Regions from separate parts of the Mus musculus genome. Here region 2 is linked to region 1. Evidence: chromatin contacts called from public HiChIP or PLAC-seq data. All regions are on one chromosome and are shown on one strand. Each heading gives the region's core, a stretch centred on a gene start, on an enhancer-like site or on the middle of the called end of the contact. The rest is flanking DNA. Distances are from core to core; before and after follow the strand shown.

Region 1 (3,667 bases), core at 176-2,675:
TGATCCCCCAGGAGCCACAAGGTAGAACCACATTCCAGCGTTTGGCCTTGGCCTTTGCTCTCTGCAAATGAATTTTCTTTACACCTTAGGAGGCCAACACCTTTGCTGGTTCTGCTTTTCCTATGTCTACACCTTAGGCTTGGATCCTTTGGCATCGCTTACTTTGAAACCCTTGATATCCCTTAGATAGCTACAGTAGACTGCCAAGTAGAAGAACCACTAAATAGAGTGGCCAGGGGGCATTGCTTACTTCAGTTGGCAAGGGCTAGTGGTACTAAAATGAATTTTGAACTGTGCCTTGCCATGGTCTCTCAGGACAACTGGATTCTGGAGCACTAGGAACAACCATTCCCTCTTCAGTGACCTTCCTTCAGCTCCTTTCTCAGTAGCCGATTACACACTTGGTCAACCCAGAAGAAATTATGAAAACAACAGACATGGAAAGAAGATAGTAAGCCCAGTCAAAAGGGGACAGAGCCCCCCACACTGCTGGGTTAAAGTATGGTGTGCCCTCCCCCTGAGAGGAATCAGACAGTCATGAGGGTCCTGGCAACCTGCCAGCTTCAAAGACACCCTAATATTCCAAATGACACATAATGCCTACAGGAAGAGAACACAATCACCAGGCAGTGTGATTCTTCATCCATTGGGAACACGGCAATAATCTATTGTTGATGAAAAGCAAGGGGGAAATTACACTTTCATATACATTTTTGCAAAATCCTGCCTCACAACCTCTCTGAGCACCACTGCCCTTCTGAACTTGAGTCAAGCAGAGACAGAACACAAGCCAAGATCTCAACATCCCACAGAGGACTGTCACACACATGTTCCTCCCTGCATGACTTCTCTGATGCCTCCAAAACTGCAGCTCAGTAAGGCCTGGGTAGTCCAAAGTATGAGGAGACAACAAGATAAGAAGCAGCTGGCGCCACAGCAGCGATGAGACTGGCGATAGGGACCAAGTGCAGTGTCGCCAAGCTCTCTGCACTGGGAGTGGAAAAAAGAAGAGAAGTAAGGGGTGGGGGTTGGGGGGAGGAGAGGGGCCTGACTGCGCTCTCGGGTACAGGTCACCTGAGGTGCCTGCTACCAGGCGCTGCGGCGCTGCAGCAAGTGGAGAAACTGAGGATGGAGATGTTCAGGCTCGCCCTGCATCCTCTCTGCAGCGGCTCGGATCATCCGGACCTTGGCAGTCGCAGCCCAGGGCTGAAGCTCTGCCTGCGTCTTCGACCGGGGCCTCGGCTCCCGGGCTCTGGAACGCAGTTGGGACTCCCGGGGCCGCAGCTCCCTACACCCGGCCGGGGACGTTAGGGACCCGAGGTCCGCGCGCGGAACACAGGGCTCTGCAGCTGCGGGGCGCACGAGGCACGCCGCACCGGGCGCTCTCGGGACAGGCTCCGCCCCGCCGCGCGCATAGTCGCAGCTCGCACTCACCGGGTCTCCGGTCTCGCTCGCCGCTCGCCCTCCCACGGGATGTGGACGCTCCGATCGGGGGCCTCCGCGCCAGGCTGTTCTCTCCCGGCTTCCTGACCGCGCTACGGAGCCTCACCCCCGACCCCCGGCTACGATTGGTCCGACTATGGGCGGGGCGGGGCGGAGCGGGGATGTTGACTGACAGCCGCGCAAGCTGAGTGATGTGCCCAGTGGCGAAACAAGGAGTTGGCACTGCCTGTGCTACCCGACCGCCCCAGGGAGCTTGGGTTAGGATGACTGTGTACCTCCGGAGATACACTCTAGCCCGAGGGCTGGACCCTTTTGGAGACACAAATACAGATGACCTTCGGACATCAGCGTTTCCCCGGAGCGTCCCCTCAACCGATTCTCTTCCTGAGAACTAACCACAATGCTGGCCTAGCAGTGGCGGAGCTGCTGGTACCAGAGAAACACTGCTTGCCAAACGTGAGCATAGAGATCTTGAAGCTTCTCTCTTTGAAGTTAGTTCTTGGCAAAAGCGCCAGGATATTCCACCCAAACCACCCTCAATGCTGGATTACCCTAGTTTGGACGTTTTATGTCAAAAGCAGCTTGGTGAATCTGAGATACTGAGAGGAGTTTCTAGAGGACAGAAAGGCCTGTGTGGGACAAAAGACGTTCCTGGCTTAGAGCACAGTGGGGTTGGACTTACTTTTAACCAGAGCAAAATGCTGGGGGATGGGGTGGAGTCTGGGGCTGGAGAGATGGCTCAGCAGTTAAGAGCACTGGCTGCGTGCTCTTCCAGAGGTCCTGAGTTCAATTCCCAGTAACCACATGGTGGCTCACAACCATCTGTAATGAGATCTGACGCCCTCTTCTGGTGTGTCTGAAGACAGCTACAGTGTACTCATATACATTAAATAAATACATCTTTTTAAAAAATGTTAAAAAAAAAAGTCTGCCCTCAGACTTAGTCCCAAGTTGAAGTAGAATCGATATGAATTCCAACTGTCATTAATTATCATTATATTTATTGACAATGGAGCTATAAGAGCCTGAGGTCAGGAAGAACAGAAGCAAAACAACTGTCTTCGGGGCATAATAAGACCACTGGGTTCATGAACGCAGAGCACCTGTGCTTGCCTCTACAAGACTTGAACAAAACCAACCCACCAACATTCTCACATGGCAGGACAAAGGGTTCATGTGTACACACACATTAACTGAAGACCCAATGATGGCATCTGGGAACAGGAGATACTGTTTTCCTAAGGGTATGGACCCTGATAGGTCAACCACTCTCCGGGGAATGGCTTCCCACCTGTTAAGTGTTTGTGTAGCACAAACTGGACTAAGTTGTTTGTTTGTTTGTTTGCTTGTTTGTTTGTTTAAATTAAGAGAACACAGTGAAGGGAGTTGGAGATGGATCACGGGGGAATAGAGAGAGAGAAAATAATCAAAATACATTGCATAAAGTTCTAAAAGGATCAATAAATTTATATTAAAAACTTACAGATTCTGCCAGGTAGTGGTAGCTCACATCTTATTTCCTAGCACTCAGGAAGAAAAGGAGGGCAGATCTCTTACGTTTGAGGCCAGTCTGGTCAGCGCCTGAATTCCAGGACAGCCAGGGCAACACAGAGAATCCTTGACTTTACAAACAACAAAAGTAGCCGGGCAGTGATGATGCCTGCCTTTATCCCAGCACTCGGGAGGCACAGGCAGGCGGATTTCTGAGTTCAAGGCCAGCCTGGTCTACAGAGTGAGTTTCAGGACAGCCAGGGCTACACAGAGAAACCCTGTCTCGAAAAACAAAAACAAGAACAAAAACAACAAAAAAGTATAGATTCTGAGAATAAGTACTAAGTGAGTAGTGGACCCTTGTCTGGTATGTGCAAGGCTCTGGGCTTGATCCACCCCCACCCCCACCCCTGGCCCCCATCACCATCAGCTAGCTGAACATGCTTCCATTTCCTGAGCCCATGCACTGAGCAGCAGTGAGGGACAGGCAGCAAGTGGCATCTCTATTGTCAGTCTGCCTATGCCTTGAGGTTGAGCCCCTGGTGTTACAGTCCCCTTGTAGGCCTTCATCAGCATCCTTAACAGACAGCCATGTACACTACAACTCTCAGCCTGGGGTCTGAGGATTTGCTGCATCTCTGGTTCCAGGGATGAGCATGTTCCCTTTTGTGAGGGGGGTTGGTTTTTTACAGCCTTTTTCCAACTTTAAGCTCTGGTTTCTCTATGTCCTCTT
Region 2 (3,731 bases), core at 64-2,563, 250 kb after region 1:
ATAGACACTAATTGCCTTTTCTAAAAACATAAAGACAAAATCTTTTTCCCAAATCAGTATATCCTTGAGCCAGTAACAAGAAAAACCTTTATTTTGCTCTCTCTCCCAGAGAAGTACTATAAGCACAAAACTCAAAATCATACTCATTTTGAAAATTAAAACAATCCAAAACAAATGAAGTAAACTAAAATACTGTATGTGCCTATTCTTAAGCTTTTTCTATTTTGCTGTGCAGGATAATAACCCAAAATTCCCATGGAGCCCATATCAGAGAATATGAGTTATCTTGCAAATCTGTTATACCATCTTTAAAACAATTTATTCACAGTTCTATCTATACCTGCTTATAAGCAGGTAGCTTGTCTTTTTGTTGTTGTTGTTGTTTTTTGTTTTTGTTTTGATTTTTCGAGACAGGGTTTCTCTGTATAGCCCTGACTGTCCTGGAGCTCACTTTGTAGACCATGCTGGCCTCAAACTCAGAAATCCGCCTGCCTCTGCCTCCCGAGTGCTGGGATTAAAGGCGTGCGCCACCACACCCGGCTAGGTAGCTTGTCAAACCAGGATTTAAACCCAAAATTCCCTTGGAGCCCACATTAGACAGGATTTGAATGTCCAGTAAGACTTATTAGAGCAATATATCTTTATACCATCTTTAAAGCAATTAATTCAAACTTTTACTAATATCTGCCTTTAGGAAGCAGATAGTTTTTAAGCTGCCTGCCTAGAGCAGTCATCCTGTTATACCAATCCATCTGTTGAGCTCTCTGTCTGGAGCCAAAGACATTTAGTAGAGAGCGCATGTAATTAACACTGTGCTCGCTACTTGGAGTCAGTGACTAATTTGCCCTGTCCTAGTTCCAAACCGCGGGTGAAATTCCCCACATGATTTGGACAAAATCTGTATATAAATCTATCCTAAAAGCCAATAATACCAATATTATAAATTCACAGTTAAATCAATATCTGCCCCAAGATATAGGCGTTTCCATTCTCTGGCTCGCCGACTCAGAGCCGCCATCTTGCCCCTTCCCGCAGCTGGGGACCTCAGAGCCCTTTTTCTTTGTTTCAAGGTTCCCGCGCTTGAGTCCATGTGACTCATCCCAGCACTACCTTGCTCTCACTTAGAAAATAAAACTCTAACTCTCAGGCTAATAATCTTACATTTCTAGTGGATTCTTGCCCAACATGTTGGTTCGCCACCTCGTGCGCGAAATAATAAAAAAACGAATCCATACTATTGCCGGTAAGGCACCGATGGGCAATGGAGACTCTGCCTCAGAGCTCTGAAATCTCTCCACCCAGTTCTCTAAGTACCCACTGGCGGGTCATTACCATGCCATCCCGATGCTTCAGAACTCGTACATTCTTTTGGGGTGCACATCAGGCAAATCCATGCTTTGCGGCCATACCTTTCTCTCTAGAACCCAGGCGAGCAGCCGCATGAAGGAAAACACCACACAAACTTAGTTCAGAAACAAGGGCGACTCAGTCGCTGGGCGCTACAGCTAGAATCCTAATCTTATAAACCAGATCAAATCTAAATCGTCTGGTGGTGAATCCTGGCCATCTAAACTGGGAGACACTAGTGGCTGCGTTTTGTCTTCTCTCTGTCCCCCTCCAAAAGCCAGTATAGTATTATTTACATGCTCAGCTTTAAAGTTGATTGTTGAGGCTTGAAGACTGAATAAAATGTATTGACTTTAGTCAAAAATATTTGAAACTGGCTGAGTATCATTTTACATATTTAAGATTTTGTGAGTAATTTGGTGTGGTATGGGATTCTCTCTAGTTCCAGATATTTCTGTTTTCTGGAGCTCTTTCTCTTGTTTATATTTTGTTTCAACTTCGTCCACTCTATCTTAGAAACTCTAGTAGGCTAGAGTTTCTACCATTTTTTAACTTTATTTTAGGATTCTTTAAATTTTCTTTTGTGTTTTAGTATTTCATTGCTCTAAGGAGACTCCATGACCAAGGCAACTCTTATAAAGGGCATTTAATTAGGGCTGGGTTATTGTTTCAGAGGTTCATCCAGTATCATCATGGTGGGAAACATGGCAGTGCCCAGGCAGGCATGGTGCTAAAGGAGTTCTGCATCTTGATCCTCAGGAAGCCAGGAGGAAACCGGATTTGATTTCACACTGGGTATTTAAGACTTCAGTGCCCTGTTTCCAAAGTGACAAACTTACTCTAACAAGGCCACACCTCCTCCAATAAGACCACACCTCCAAATAGTGCCATTCCCTACGGACCAAGCATTCAAACAGATGAGTCTATGGAGTCATACGCGCTGGAACCACCAGATTCTGGATCAGTGCAATTAACACCATACTATAAGATGACCAAATTGCCAGAAGCAGTACACAGATTCAGTATAATCACCACTGAAATTCAGTAACCTTCACAGTATCAGAAAGTAACTCGAAAGTGTTAATATGGAAACACAAAAGATGGCTAAACCAATCTCAGTAGGCAGAACACTGCCAGGAGGTATCATAATTTCTGACTTCAGATTATACAACAGTCATATGATAAACACTGTGGTGCAACATGATGCTCCCACAAAACAGATGCGTAGACCAATGAAACATAATCAAAGACCCAGAAATAAACCCATGTAGCTGTAAAGAAAAATCATAAAATTTTCCAGAAAATGGTTGGCTATGGATATTATTTTAAATGAGGTATAAAAGTCTCTTGGGTTCTAATTGTGATTAAAACTTTCATTATAAAATACATTACTATATATCCTAAATAAAACAAATACAAAATAATAATAAAAAGATAGTTAAAGAAATAGATATATTTTTTCTGATACCAGTTTTTAAAGCTTTTCCACAAAGCCATTTTAAAGTAGACTACAAGTATAGTATTCCTTTTGTAGAGAAATGTCTGCCTTGTGGGTTTTCTCTTTTACTGTAAGAATATATTGGAAATGCTTAATATCTTTTATCCTCAGGAGTTTTGTCACTTTTTGAATTTCATTTGCTAGAAATATTTTCCACTTTAAATTGTGTATAATATATTAGTAGAACCTAGGTTTTATAGTGCCCAGCTCTATATAAAAAGTTTATTCCTGTTTTGGCTTGACTCCTGTATAAGTAGTAAATTATTTGAATGTAGGAGTCTATAAAATACAGTTTTTAGCTTTTCCTTTCCTTCATTAGTCCTTTTTATTTGTTTGTTTTTGAGACAGGGTCTCACAGTGTTGACCAGGCTGGCCTCGAGCTCACAGCAGTCAGTCTGCCCCTGCCTCCTGAGTGCTAAGATTACAGCTGTGCCCACTTACACCTGGCTCTTCTAAGTCTTTTACTATAAAACTTTTGTTTAGAAATTAATAATTCGATATAGCATTTACGCTAAGAGGTTGTTGATCTTTTAATATAATCAATCTTTTAGAATGTCATACAATGTATTTTGAACGTGCAATCCCATTCCTCCTCCTCTCCTAGATCTACCTCTTCTGAATGTCCCTGTTCTCCATGCCTCATTTAAAATAGATTAATTTACTTTCTATGTATACAGTGTTCTGCCTGCATATATGCTTGCAGGCCAGAAGAGGGCGTCAGATCTCATTTGGTCATGAGGCACTGGGTGGTTGCTGGGAATTGAACTCAGGAACTGAACATACTGCTTTACCTCTGAGCTATTTCTTCAACCCTCATGTTTCATTTTAAAAACTGTGCACTGACTTCAAGTTTTACTGCCCACAAACTCATATACCTGACTTCTTA

The links. HiChIP or PLAC-seq counts read pairs in DNA pulled down with a chosen protein or histone mark.
Region 2: a contact with region 1 is called in an H3K4me3 HiChIP or PLAC-seq map of embryonic stem cells, with 5 times the contacts expected there. The contact joins the enhancer-like site here to the promoter of Nxpe3 in region 1. A contact is called at or near these places in 5 of 39 promoter capture datasets (3T3-L1-derived adipocytes, embryonic stem cells, fetal liver and 1 more), 2 of 15 datasets of contacts at CTCF or cohesin (large pre-B cells and pro-B cells), 14 of 484 Hi-C or Micro-C datasets (B cells, CD4 T cells, CD8 T cells and 4 more), 10 of 115 datasets of contacts at active chromatin or transcription factors (the 230-238 cell line, effector CD8 T cells, embryonic stem cells and 3 more) and 2 of 9 other capture datasets (liver and pancreatic islet).

Annotation. Positions count from the first base shown.
Region 1 is chr16:55,893,854-55,897,520 of GRCm38.p6, forward strand. Nxpe3 (neurexophilin and PC-esterase domain family, member 3) reads right to left here and starts at 1,426. Exons shown (of 6, transcript NM_001134457.1): 1 at 1,075-1,426.
Region 2 is chr16:56,144,313-56,148,043 of GRCm38.p6, forward strand. All of the region lies in intron 7 of Senp7 (SUMO1/sentrin specific peptidase 7), which reads left to right. Among named protein-coding and RNA genes, the nearest start is that of Impg2, 58 kb to the right of the region's middle. Within about 2 kb of position 1,314, at least 11 of the 459 cell types and tissues checked have an H3K27ac peak or open chromatin away from gene starts, as enhancers often do. A contact at or near this core is called in embryonic stem cells, where this site is marked.